Linked DNA regions of Triticum aestivum: region 1 is linked to region 2. A link is a contact called in public Hi-C data. All regions are on one chromosome and are shown on one strand. Each heading gives the region's core, a stretch centred on a gene start, on an enhancer-like site or on the middle of the called end of the contact. The rest is flanking DNA. Distances are from core to core; before and after follow the strand shown. Region 1 overlaps LOC123044374 (plant intracellular Ras-group-related LRR protein 8). Region 2 holds the start of LOC123044359 (silicon efflux transporter LSI2).

Evidence for each region. Hi-C and Micro-C count contacts between places; a contact is called where the count stands out from the background.
Region 1: a Hi-C map of leaf shows a contact between it and region 2, with 8 times the contacts expected there. The contact joins the enhancer-like site here to the promoter of LOC123044359 in region 2. A contact is called at or near these places in 2 of 5 Hi-C or Micro-C datasets (both in leaf) and 1 of 1 datasets of contacts at active chromatin or transcription factors (leaf).

What each region holds. Positions count from the first base shown.
Region 1 is chr1A:245,435,365-245,440,843 of IWGSC CS RefSeq v2.1, forward strand. It overlaps LOC123044374 (plant intracellular Ras-group-related LRR protein 8), which reads right to left. Exons shown (of 10, transcript XM_044467104.1): 7 at 5,094-5,142; 8 at 4,889-4,954; 9 at 4,171-4,290; 10 at 3,462-3,769. The coding sequence ends at 3,647. Among protein-coding and RNA genes, the nearest start is that of LOC123044374, 5.8 kb to the right of the region's middle. Within about 2 kb of position 2,992, at least 6 of the 8 cell types and tissues checked have an H3K27ac peak or open chromatin away from gene starts, as enhancers often do. A contact at or near this core is called in leaf, where this site is marked.
Region 2 is chr1A:244,984,138-244,989,966 of IWGSC CS RefSeq v2.1, forward strand. LOC123044359 (silicon efflux transporter LSI2) reads right to left here and starts at 3,792. Exons shown (of 4, transcript XM_044467092.1): 1 at 3,584-3,792.

The sequences.
Region 1 (5,479 bases), core at 1,742-4,241, 450 kb after region 2:
GACCACCGGAAGGGTCCCGGGGGTCCACCGGGTGGGGCCACCTATCCCGGAGGGCCCCATGGGCTGAAGTGGGAAGGGATCCAGCCCAAAGTGGGCTGGGGCGCCACTTCCCTCTAGGGCCCATGCGCCTAGGGTGGAAAAACCCTAGGGGAAGAGTCCCAAAGGGGGAAGGCACCCCCTAGGTGCCTTGGGGAGGAGGGACTCCTCCCTTGGCCGCCGCCCCCCTAGGAGATTGCATCTCCTAGGGCCGGTGCCCCCCCTAGGCCCCCCTATATATAGTGGGGGAGATGGAGGACTTCTCACCTAAGCCTTTGGTGCCTCCCTCTCCCTCTCCAACACATCCTCCTCCTCCATAGAGCTTGGCGAAGCCCTGCCGGAGTACTGCAGCTCCATCACCACCACGCCGTCGTGCTGCTGCTGGAGCCATCTTCCTCAACCTCTCCTTCCTCCTTGCTGGATCAAGAAGGAGGAGACGTCGTTGCTCCGTACGTGTGTTGAACGCGGAGGTGTCGTCCGTTCGGCGCTAGGATCATCGGTGATTTGGATCACGACGAGTACGACTCCATCAACCCCGTTCTATTGAACGCTTCCGCGCGCGATCTGCAAGGGTATGTAGATCCACTCCTCCCTCGTTGCTAGATGACTCCATAGATTGATCTTGGTGACACGTAGGAATTTTTGAATTTCTGCTACGTTCCCTAACACTCTGGCCGCACGAAGCCTGTAGCGGTGGTCGCCGACGTGCTTGTCGATGGCAGCGACGTCGCCGGAGTGGCGCGGGGGGCCGGCCAGCTCGGGCTCTCACGATCCGACGGGATCGAGGCAGCGGGCTCTGTCGGGCATGTCCAGGGGTTGATTACTTTTTTTAGATCTACTAGGGGTCTGTGTGTAATTTTTGCCAAGTCAGCTCCTTACAGCCCGGTTCCATGTGTCAAAAAGTGATTAAATGGGCTAAATCACCTGATCAGTGCAATTTGCAAAAAGTTTACTAAAAACGCGATGATTTTTGCATAAAATTATGAACTAGGCGGTTTTCTGCAATCGATGCCCCAAATATGATGATTTTTTGCAATTAACTCGACAATACACAGCATCCTTCGCCTACAAGATTAGAATAATCAAATAGACAATCGATAATCATTTGGAAGCATCTTAAAAGTTCTAGTGAAGTAATTCCTTGCAGTAAAATCTACCCACCTGAGTTCAAGTCTAGACTTGATACATGTTCCATCTTGCGTTAATTTTTCTCACCACCACTATTCGTCTCTCCTTCCAACCTTCATCATTTTTTTCAGATTTCCATGTCGATCTGGTTTTCATAAAAAAGATTTTTGATAACCCAATAAATCAGATCAATCTATTGTATAGCACTAAATTCACGATCCCCCAACAAATTGTTTTTTGGGATAAAACCTAATGCCGGTTAGACATCTTTTGTAATCCAACAAACAGCAATAAATTCATGCTCTATAAACAAATAAATACACCCTTTATTTGCAAATGTAAGATGTTTTGGCAGTTTAGATCTCTTATCTTTGGTAAACTGGTCAAAAAGATCAATGGGCACATCTATTTTTGTCAGTTTAAATAATGACAGAATGTATATTTTATAACCAAAAGATAATTCTATTTTATTTTTTCCATTTTTACATCAAGATTTGCTCTGCGTGGTTCTCTTATATCGCGTTAAAAAAGAAGGCACTGCTAGGCGCGCGCCGAAATTTTCAGCCGGTCAGCGCCCTAGCGTTGGATACAGACACACGTGACCGTCAGATCTAGAAAAAAAAATCCCCTCCTCGCTCGCGTACAAAGCACAACTCCATGAACCGCCCGGGCCTCGCGCTAGCAGCTCGCCGAGCCGATCGTCGGCGCGCTCGCCGGGGCCGCTCTTGGGGATTGCATAACAGCCGCCAGTGGATCCCCTAGCGCGCGGTCACCGACAGATTGCAGCTCTAATCCCCTCCCCCGGTTAATTCCAGCTCACGATTCGCCATGGTTGCAGCATCCCCCTGATCTACGTCATTGCCTCCGGCTCGTCGGCTTGCATCTGTTGTCCTACAAAAAAACTGAAAACAAAACAAAATCCTTGAAGCAAAATATTACTAGGTTCCAGCAAGAAAAAGCTCAAGTTCCAACATAACAAATTCAGTTGCAAAAAATAGCTCCAATGATTAGTTGTAGCGAGAAAAATACCACAGCTTCCAGCAAAAGAATAGATCGGTTCCAGCAAAAACAAATTCAGAGGAGAAGAGCTGCAGGGTCGATTGTAGCAAAAAATAAGGTAGTTCCAGCAAAATAATATGCCGGTTCCAGCAAAAAGAACACCTCACAAACCAACCGAGGGCCGACAATGTCGCCAAAAATCATGCCTCGCTGCCGACGGTCACGAAACAAAAACATCTCAGCGATCCAGCAAAAAAAAACTTGCGGTTGTAGCAAAAGAAAAAAAGGACGGTGCCAACAAAAACGACTGGTTCACCTCGCAGCTCCACCGGATCTGGTTGTAGCTCCGCCGGACAACGCTTCCAGCTTTTCTCATCCATGGTTGTAGCACCCCCTCACCAGCATGTAGGAACCTTGCAGCTCCGCTAGACCGTGGTTCCAGCTTTCTCCGACCACGGTTGCAGCTCTGCGGAACTGCGGTTGCAGCACCGCCGAGCCAATCCACGCCGGCGGCCACATAGCTTGCAGTTGCCGGCCGTGCCGCCACTCGTGCTCGTGATGCGCCGTCGTCCAGTGCCTTTGGACCACCACCCCCGCCATCTGCTCGCAGTGCGCGCCCTACCGTCGCCCAACAAAACATCACACCCGCCCCCTCCCCTCGCCATGGATAAGAGCTCGTCAGGAGGTACAAACGGCGGCGAGGTATTCAGGATCGGGATGAAACAGAAAAAAGGGGATTGAGGAAGAGAGAGAGGAGGAGGAAGAGATAAGGTGGGGATAGATCGTGTGTGGGTCTCACAATGGACATGGCTTCTTGTGTTTCTTCCCGTCACGAGCGGGTGTGGATCTGTGTCGTGGTTTCCCGAGCGAGCGAGGTGCGACCGGCCAAGTTTCAGCCAGCGCACCGTTCCCAAACATTTACCTAAAAAATATTTGGGTTCTGTCGTCCGCTTATGCTTCGTCCAACCTTACATCCATTCTCCCCTCACTCTCCCGTTTTGATTCTTTTTGTCTCATCTCAAGTTTTTTACATAAATTTTCCTGAAACTGCCTTAACTGCATCCACCTATTATTAACTTACCAAACAAAAATATATTTTCTTTCATAAGCCAATAAGTGCTTACCAAATAAAATAATATTTTTTACACAATCAGGTTAATATGGGCAGATAAACACAGGTTACAGTACTAGAAAAATTCTAATCCCGGTTGCAACGCATAGGCAATCATAGTGTTTCTAAAAAAATCTTGGAAGTTCTTGATAAGTTATGAATGCTGGGGATGCAAATGCTCTGATAATGTTTAACAGGTAGCCACCACTTTTCATCACTTGGTATTAAAATGTAATGAAATGATAGGAATAAACAAATACACGACCAAAATGTGAGGAATAATATCAGCTCCGTGTCTGTTCAAGTTCAATTCTAGAATAATTCTGGGACAATATTGGAAGCGCAAAACCCTGTCTGTAATAAGAAAGACAATTATGCATGCCGGTTATCATCATCCGCACCCTCGTCGAAAACACCTGATGATCCTACATGAAAATCCAGCTGCTTTTGATACTTCTGCCGCCTACGTTCATCAAACTCCTCCCAGCCCTCCAGCTGCTCGTATAAAGTAAAATAACATTAGCACCATAAAATATCTATGTCAGAGCCAAGGCCAAACAGGCAATACGGTAGAGGATTTAATCATATTTCGGTTAAAATGTAAGGAATAGCATCGATATAGAACAAATAGTGTACTTATCAACAAGGTGGTATAAACATGGAAACTATATTATGTGGAAGTGTCCCAGGGCGAACCCAGCTATAGAAAGCAGCAGTAAGAGAGATTGCAGAAACAAACAGAACTTGAATGGTGAAACTATAATTTCCTATTCCAAATGTAAGTATGTCGGTCAAAAAAAAGAATGTGTATAGCCATCTTAATTCCACTGGAGCGATGATGATAACAAACAAAACTACCTATGTGTGAAGGTTTCAACCTTTCTATGAACTTATACCTGTCGAAGAATGTCATTTGTAATTCCAGTGCCATGGAGATCAAGTGTAGTAAGCCGCCAGCACTTCTTGAATAAAGTCGGCGGTAGGGAATTAAGACCATTGTTCCTTAGATGCAGAGCCTGTTGGAAGTAACTTCTTACAAACATCGAATAGTACGGTATGTTCTCTTCAGTATAAATGTCGCCAAGATTAAAAAGAAGAGGCGAGCAAATAGAGAATAGAAATGTGCAACACGGTTACACAAGAAACAAGAGACAAATAATTTTCTGTTTTCACCACAAGATAGCAAGTATTGACCAAATAAAACAAAACCAGTCGTCCATTCCATGCTCTAATTTAGTAAATATATCATGCAATATCACCAAAGCCTAAACATTTATGACTTTCTCGACTCTCAAGTAATTAAACAAGAGTTTAGTGAATGATTCTTTAAGAAACAAAGAGAGTTAACTCACATGCTGAGAGAGTTAACTCAGCCTACGTGAGATCAAAAACATCATGAAGGAATAATTCACATTAATAACGGTTGAATTTGTTGTGCTATTATGTTATGCACAAGAATAATTACTACATTCACAGGTTAAGCATCTGCATTTTTAAAGTCATTACAATTGGACATTTAATGTTGTGACATTTAACTCAGATGTTGTGCACATATACATACCTAGTGATTGCGAATGCATCTTCCCATGTAGGTATAGGCGGTTAGGCACATACCTTCAGATTGTGAAGGTTTCCGCAAGCCTTTGGTAGTTCGGCTAAAAGATTCGATGATAAGTCCACCTGATGAAGTCAAAACTTTGGTGAACAACTGCCAACTACAAAGCTCAAAAGAGTTCATGGGGCATTTGCTTCGAAGGATCACTGCATGCTAGGATAGGTGGCTGCTTCACTGGAGAAAGAGAGAAGAGAAAGCACACACCTCGAAGAGAGATTCACAGTCGCCTATAGAGGAAGGCAGCGAAGTTATCCTGTCAAGTGAAAATGATGTAGTGTGAAAGATCAGGATACCTTTCAATTTTCAGATCAAACAGTACCACCATAATTCCCATTGGATGCTACAAGTATAACACATGCCAACATTTAGGAACAATAGAATATTCATAGAACTGCCACTACGAAAGCTCATGTTTTTCCCCTTCATTCTAATCCTATAAACTACAATGAGAACAGCAGAAAATTAAGAATTTAGCATATAGATCGCCCCTCTTCCCAGTAACCTCATATTACTTCCCAAATTTAATATACAGCATCTATCTGTAGTTAGCAGGCATATACATAAGTAAAAAGTGTGAATACTGATGTACT
Region 2 (5,829 bases), core at 2,542-5,041:
GTGGTCAATCATGATTTGAAGATTATAATCTCGCAACTACGCCACTGAAATCACTCAAACTGCTCGTCAGTCGCGCAGCGGCTAAGGTGGTCAGCCGCACGACGGGAAAACAAACAGGTAAACTGTCTGAAGTTTGATCGGCCGTGCCTGCGCTCTGGGTAGCTAGCTAGCAGCATGCATCGGTTTAGAGGATCAGCACGGAGGTCAGTCAGCACGGCCGAAAATAGGCAGCGCCTTGCTAAGGTGCCACCGGCGCACCGGCACCGCCCAGCGGCATAACGGCGCGCGGCTGGCGTATGGGCGCAACCACCCGGTCAAGCTAGAGTTTCGCACGACGGCGGCGGTGAGGTGAGGGGTTTACACGTACCGGCCGGGAGAGCGGCGAAGCCGCAAAAGGGTTTGAGCAAGCCGCCGCAGTCGCTACTGGGATTCCAGGGGGGTAGGAGTAGGAGCAGGGACCTTGCGACTGACGAGTGGCAGAGAGGTCGCGACGTGTTATCTCCTCGTGGTTGGGACCGAGTGCTTAGGACCGGCCTATTTAACGCGGGCGGTGCAATCCTGTACGTGTTCCGGCTCTCTACGGCTAACCGGAGCACTGGCCAGTCTTTGGTTTGGGCAAGAGCAAGCTTAGTATTATATTCCCTCTGTTAAGAAATACTCCCTCCGTTCCTAAATACTTGTCTTTCTAGGCATTTCAACAAGTGACTACATACGGAGCAAAGTGAGTGAATCTACACTTTAAAATATGTCTACATACATCCGTATGTAGTAGTCGTTTGAAATGTCTAGAAAGATAAATATTTAGAAACGGAGGGAGTATAAAAGTGTTTAGATATGAATGATCTTATATTTCTTTATGAAGGGAGTAACAAGCAGTGGCTATATAACACTGTTATGTCATAAAAATTAAGCAGGGTAGGATATAGGGTTGACTCTTTGTTTAGTAGAATTTTCATTTCTCCCTTTTACCCCGTCGCGTTACTCATTCCTATCAACGAGCACGTTCAGATGCTGGCTATTTCATGAGAGTCCTCTCTCTCTCTCTCTCTCTCTCTCTCTCTCTCTTTCTTGTTTATTTCTTGTTCTTCACATAAGCAAAAAATGTCATGCAAATAGGTTTATAGTAACTATTGTACTTGCTTTAACTGGTATGTTCCCTGTAGATCTGGATGAATCAGTCTCACGCACATCTCACACGTGCTTTAGTTTGACTAGGCCCAGCTTACCAGGGACTTGCCACCAGGTTTCCTTTGGCTTATGGGATACTATCACAATCTATTTTATTTAAAGTATTTCCTTGCTTTTCATACCCTTTGTTTCACCAACTAGTAATAATTTTTCCATAGCAATTTAAAATAACTTTAGCGCAACACTCAAGCATCATTGGTCCTGATGAAGAATACTCCCTTCCGTGGGTTTATTATAAGCTCACACATATTTTGAGGCAAACTTTGACCATCACTAATAAATTATCTATTGTTCTAGTATTTTTTTTAATTATATATCAGAAAATATGCCATTGAGTTCATATATAAAATAAAATGATATATTTATTGCACATAACTCATAAATTATTGGTGCAATTGATGATCAAAACAATTTTTAAACTATGTGAGGCTATGAGGCGCATGTGGTGACTTGGTAGCTCAAAAAATGCCGCATGAGTCTCTCGGATATGCTCTACCTCTTGTGCTCTACCATTGCAAGCACGAACAACATGCACGAAGCAAGAAGCGGGTGCAATGGCACAAACGTGATTACGAACTGAATTTTTTAGTGTTTGGTGATCACCATGGAAGCGAATTCCATGCTTAGCGAACAACAAACGATGGTCCATAGTGCGGATGTATATCTCCATGCCGTTCTAAATAAATAAGTAAAATCCATTTCTTTAAAAGAAATGCATATTTCTAAGAAAGCAATTCTCCGGTCGATGAAGATATTATTTTTAAGTCTTGATAGCAAATACCACTTCCGTACACTAATACAAGATGTTTTTGCAGCTCAAAATTGAAAACATCTTATATATTACTCACTCCGTATACTAATATAAGAGTGTTTAGATACAGAGGGAGTATATGTTTACGTAGTGGTGCTCGATTTCCTTTAGTAGATTGAAGCGAGAAAATGCAGTACTACCGTCAATGCAGTACTATTTTTTCTTGGCATAAAGCGCCTACACAGGCACAGGCGTCTCCGCACAGGACACTCCGTAAACTAATATGGTCGCGCAGAAACTATTGTTGTGTCGCAGCAACAGAGAGATCGATCGATCGATCGATCAAGCTCACGCGCGTGCGATGAGGAGGAGCGGGCATCACATTCACATGGTCGCCCTCCCGTGGAGCCTGACATGATAGGCGGGTCTCCTATAAACTGGCTACTACGAGTATACCGTCGGTGTCACTTTTTTTGAAAACAGGTCAAAAGACGCAAGCCCCCCGTAGAAACCCGCGCGCGACAACGGCCACTCGCTCGCTCGCTCAAGGTCCAGACGACGGAGGTGACAGCCGGGCTAACATCCATTTCTGCGCTTACGCCGGCCATGGGGACTGGCTGTCCCATGCTTACTTTCCGAGGCTTGCTGGAGAAAAGTTTTTTTGGGCCCCCAGGAAACTCCAAAAGAGGCTGGCTGGCAGTTCATCAAGACGCGATCTTGACTGGTGAGAGGTGACACGGCTACGGATGAGAGCCGAGCCGAGTCGACCTGGCCCCGCGAGAGGAGAGGCTTTCGGACGTACGGAGCGAGCGAAGCGACGGGAGAGGTGTGTGGTGCTTGTTGCTGGCCGCGGTGAGGGACCGGTAGAGAGAGCAACGTCTGCCGGCACGTCCCTGTTTTGTTCTGGCCTCGGCCCGGTGTGAGCTCCCCGTCATATCGATGTGAGAGTGAGTCATGGAGTTTGCGGCCCCGTGCAACCAAGTACTAGGAGTATGTGATTTGGCAGGCAGATTGAATCAACCGCTAGAGGAAGGTGAATCGTGTGGAGCATTGCTGACCGCGTTTGCCAAGCGGTGAATTCCATATTTCTTTCTTTTTTCGCGGGGGAAAGCGGTGGATTTCATCCCGCACAAAAAGATACTAGTTTCAAACCTTATTTCTTTACTTGTAGTAGATTTACTTTATTAAACTACTCCGTACTACTCAAAGTTAACAATACACTGACGTACTACGTACTACTGCGAAGTAGTACGAGCTCTCAAGAGTGTCGTTTATTGGGACCAAATCTGGGCACATGCACGCATATCAGCACATGGAAGGGAGCATCCGCCGCATGCATCGGGATGCCGGGCGGGATCTGTGGTGTTGCAAAGTCCTTTCGTACCAACGCATGTACTACGTGTGTTAGATGGATGGACGCATCCTCGTTTATTTTTACAGTTAAACTCAACAACTCTTGTTAAACCAAGTCACCCAGCCGCAGGCATGCTAGGCCAAGTCACGTGAATTGTACGGTTTGGAAAAATCACGACTGATTTTGCGCGCAGCATGCAAATTCTTCACGAACGCACCTCCGAACACACACACACACACACACACACACACATTTACATGTATATATATAGAAAGAGAGAGCGCGCTTACATTTCCAGGCCAGAGCACTTGAATCGACACACGCATGCGTACGCGCCTGCCCGCCGATTATTTGCTCTCGCCGCGCGGCCTAAAGATCCGGCTAGGGAAAGGATCAATGGCTTGTAGCTTGTACAAGAGATCCCAGGAAGAATTTGAGCAGTTTTGATCTGGAGCACGTGGAGCTCTTCTTGGCCATCCACTGCCGTGCTAGCTAGGTGGAGAGGTGGTATGGATCATGGGAGAGGGAGCGCATGTAAATAGGCCGCCGAGAGCCACGCGGGCACTGCATAAGGCTAGTCATAGGGGGAATAACTTAGCTAGTAACGACATGTGATGATGACATCTAGTTAATGAGGAGAGTGGTGTTTGGAGTAACATATTATGTTACCATTACATATCGCTTTTCAAAAAATGTTGAGTCTATAAGCTAATAAATGCAACCTTATATGATACTACTTTTATGACACTTTGCACTATGAAGGTAGTAACATAGACTAGTGTCATATGCAGACACTAGTCTAAGTTACTCCCCACTATGACCAGTCTAAGAGCATCTAAATCCCTATCCCTCGAACCGTACTCAAACGTCTGAACGGACGGACCGATTAAAATGAGCCGACTCACCCGAGTATCTCAAAATCGGTCTCAAACGTCTAGGCTTTTCGACGCCTTTTATATCTAGTTTAAATGTAGGGCGAATATGAGGCGGCCCGGACGTGTCCGCCACGTCAGTCCAGCGAACCGTCAACCCCAGTCTGTCCCCACAAAAATCCTGATCCGGAAATCCTACACACACTTTGCTCCACTCACGCTTCGTCTCTTCTCCTCCCCTTCTCTGATTTGATATAATCCAATCTCCGGCGAGCATGCCGAGCTCCGCAGCCACTCCGACAACTTCGTCGATGACAAGGACAAGCCGACCCTCCGCATTACAATGGAGCGGCCATGGATGGACATGTGGGCAGTTCTGGATCTGGTCCGTCACCGCTCGCCCGATGCCGAGCTAGCCCTTTCCGTCAGCGCGCAGCTCCGCGCGGCTGCTCAATCCGTGTCGCCCCTCCGCCGTCCACCTCCCCTACCGTGCGATGCTGTGTAAGGGCAGCGATGGGTTCTAGTGCTCGCTCCACCGGCACCGCAGCCGCGCACGCCAAAAATGAAGGCGTGCGTCGCCTGCCGCGAGAGATAGTGGGCAAGGGAGAGGGAGGCGTTCCAGTGATGCCCGACGAGGAGGAGCTGCTTCTCGCGTTGGTCTACCACGGCGGCGAGAGACGCTCGCCGACTAGGGAGGAAGAACACCAAGGCGTTCTGGCTAGCCATTGAGCAGTCCGAACACAAGGCAGCGAGGGTGGCCAAGCTCAAGCGGAAGTAGGACCGGGTTATTCGGCGAATGAGGCCTTCATTGCCATCTCCGGTTCCTCCTCCGACCACTGCTCCGACTCCAACTACCCACCTCTTGCCACCGACGCCTGCCCGGATGCCTACAACAAGGCTGGTGACTGGAAGGGCAAAGGAACGACGAGGAAGTGGTGAAGCACTGCCGTCTGTGTCTGTAATTTCAAGTTTTACTAATCTAGTATAAACTTATCCGTCGTTTACGTGGATTATGTGAACTTTTGGTGATCTAAGATATACGTTGGTGATAGGATTGTGCATTTTTATGTCTATTTTTATATCCGTTTGATGATCTATACAGTTATATTCATGTTGTACGTTTTAATATGGATATAAGATATTATGTGAATGACAAGATTTTAGAAGTGCTTGATCAGTGCCACAGACGCATCCGGACGTGTCCCAGTGCGGTTGAGGGGCCGGATTTGGTGACCCGCACATGTGGATGCTCTAACGCCTTCTTGATTTGGAGCTTCCGCTTAATTTCCTTTTGTACTCTTCCAGCGTGTGACTGAGCCTTTAGCAGCGCATACCTACATACACATACCGTTAAATTGCTTGACAAGGAAAGATCAACGCAAATACATGGGTTTTCACTCGATTGGCTGGAACGAAGATGGAGTGGGTGGCCTCAGTCAGCCTCGGCGGCGAGCCTTGGGGCGGTACGTTGCTCTACCAGTAGTCATCGCCAGGGCACCGAAAATTTATAGGGCCACGTAGGCGTGGGAGTACGTATCTACGAAAACGTCTTTAGCCGTTGATATGAGCCGTGATCTGAGAAGTTGTTGCATTGGAAATTTGTTCAAAAATGAATGTCGTGATCTGAGAAGTTATTGCATTGAAAATTTATTAAAAAATGAATG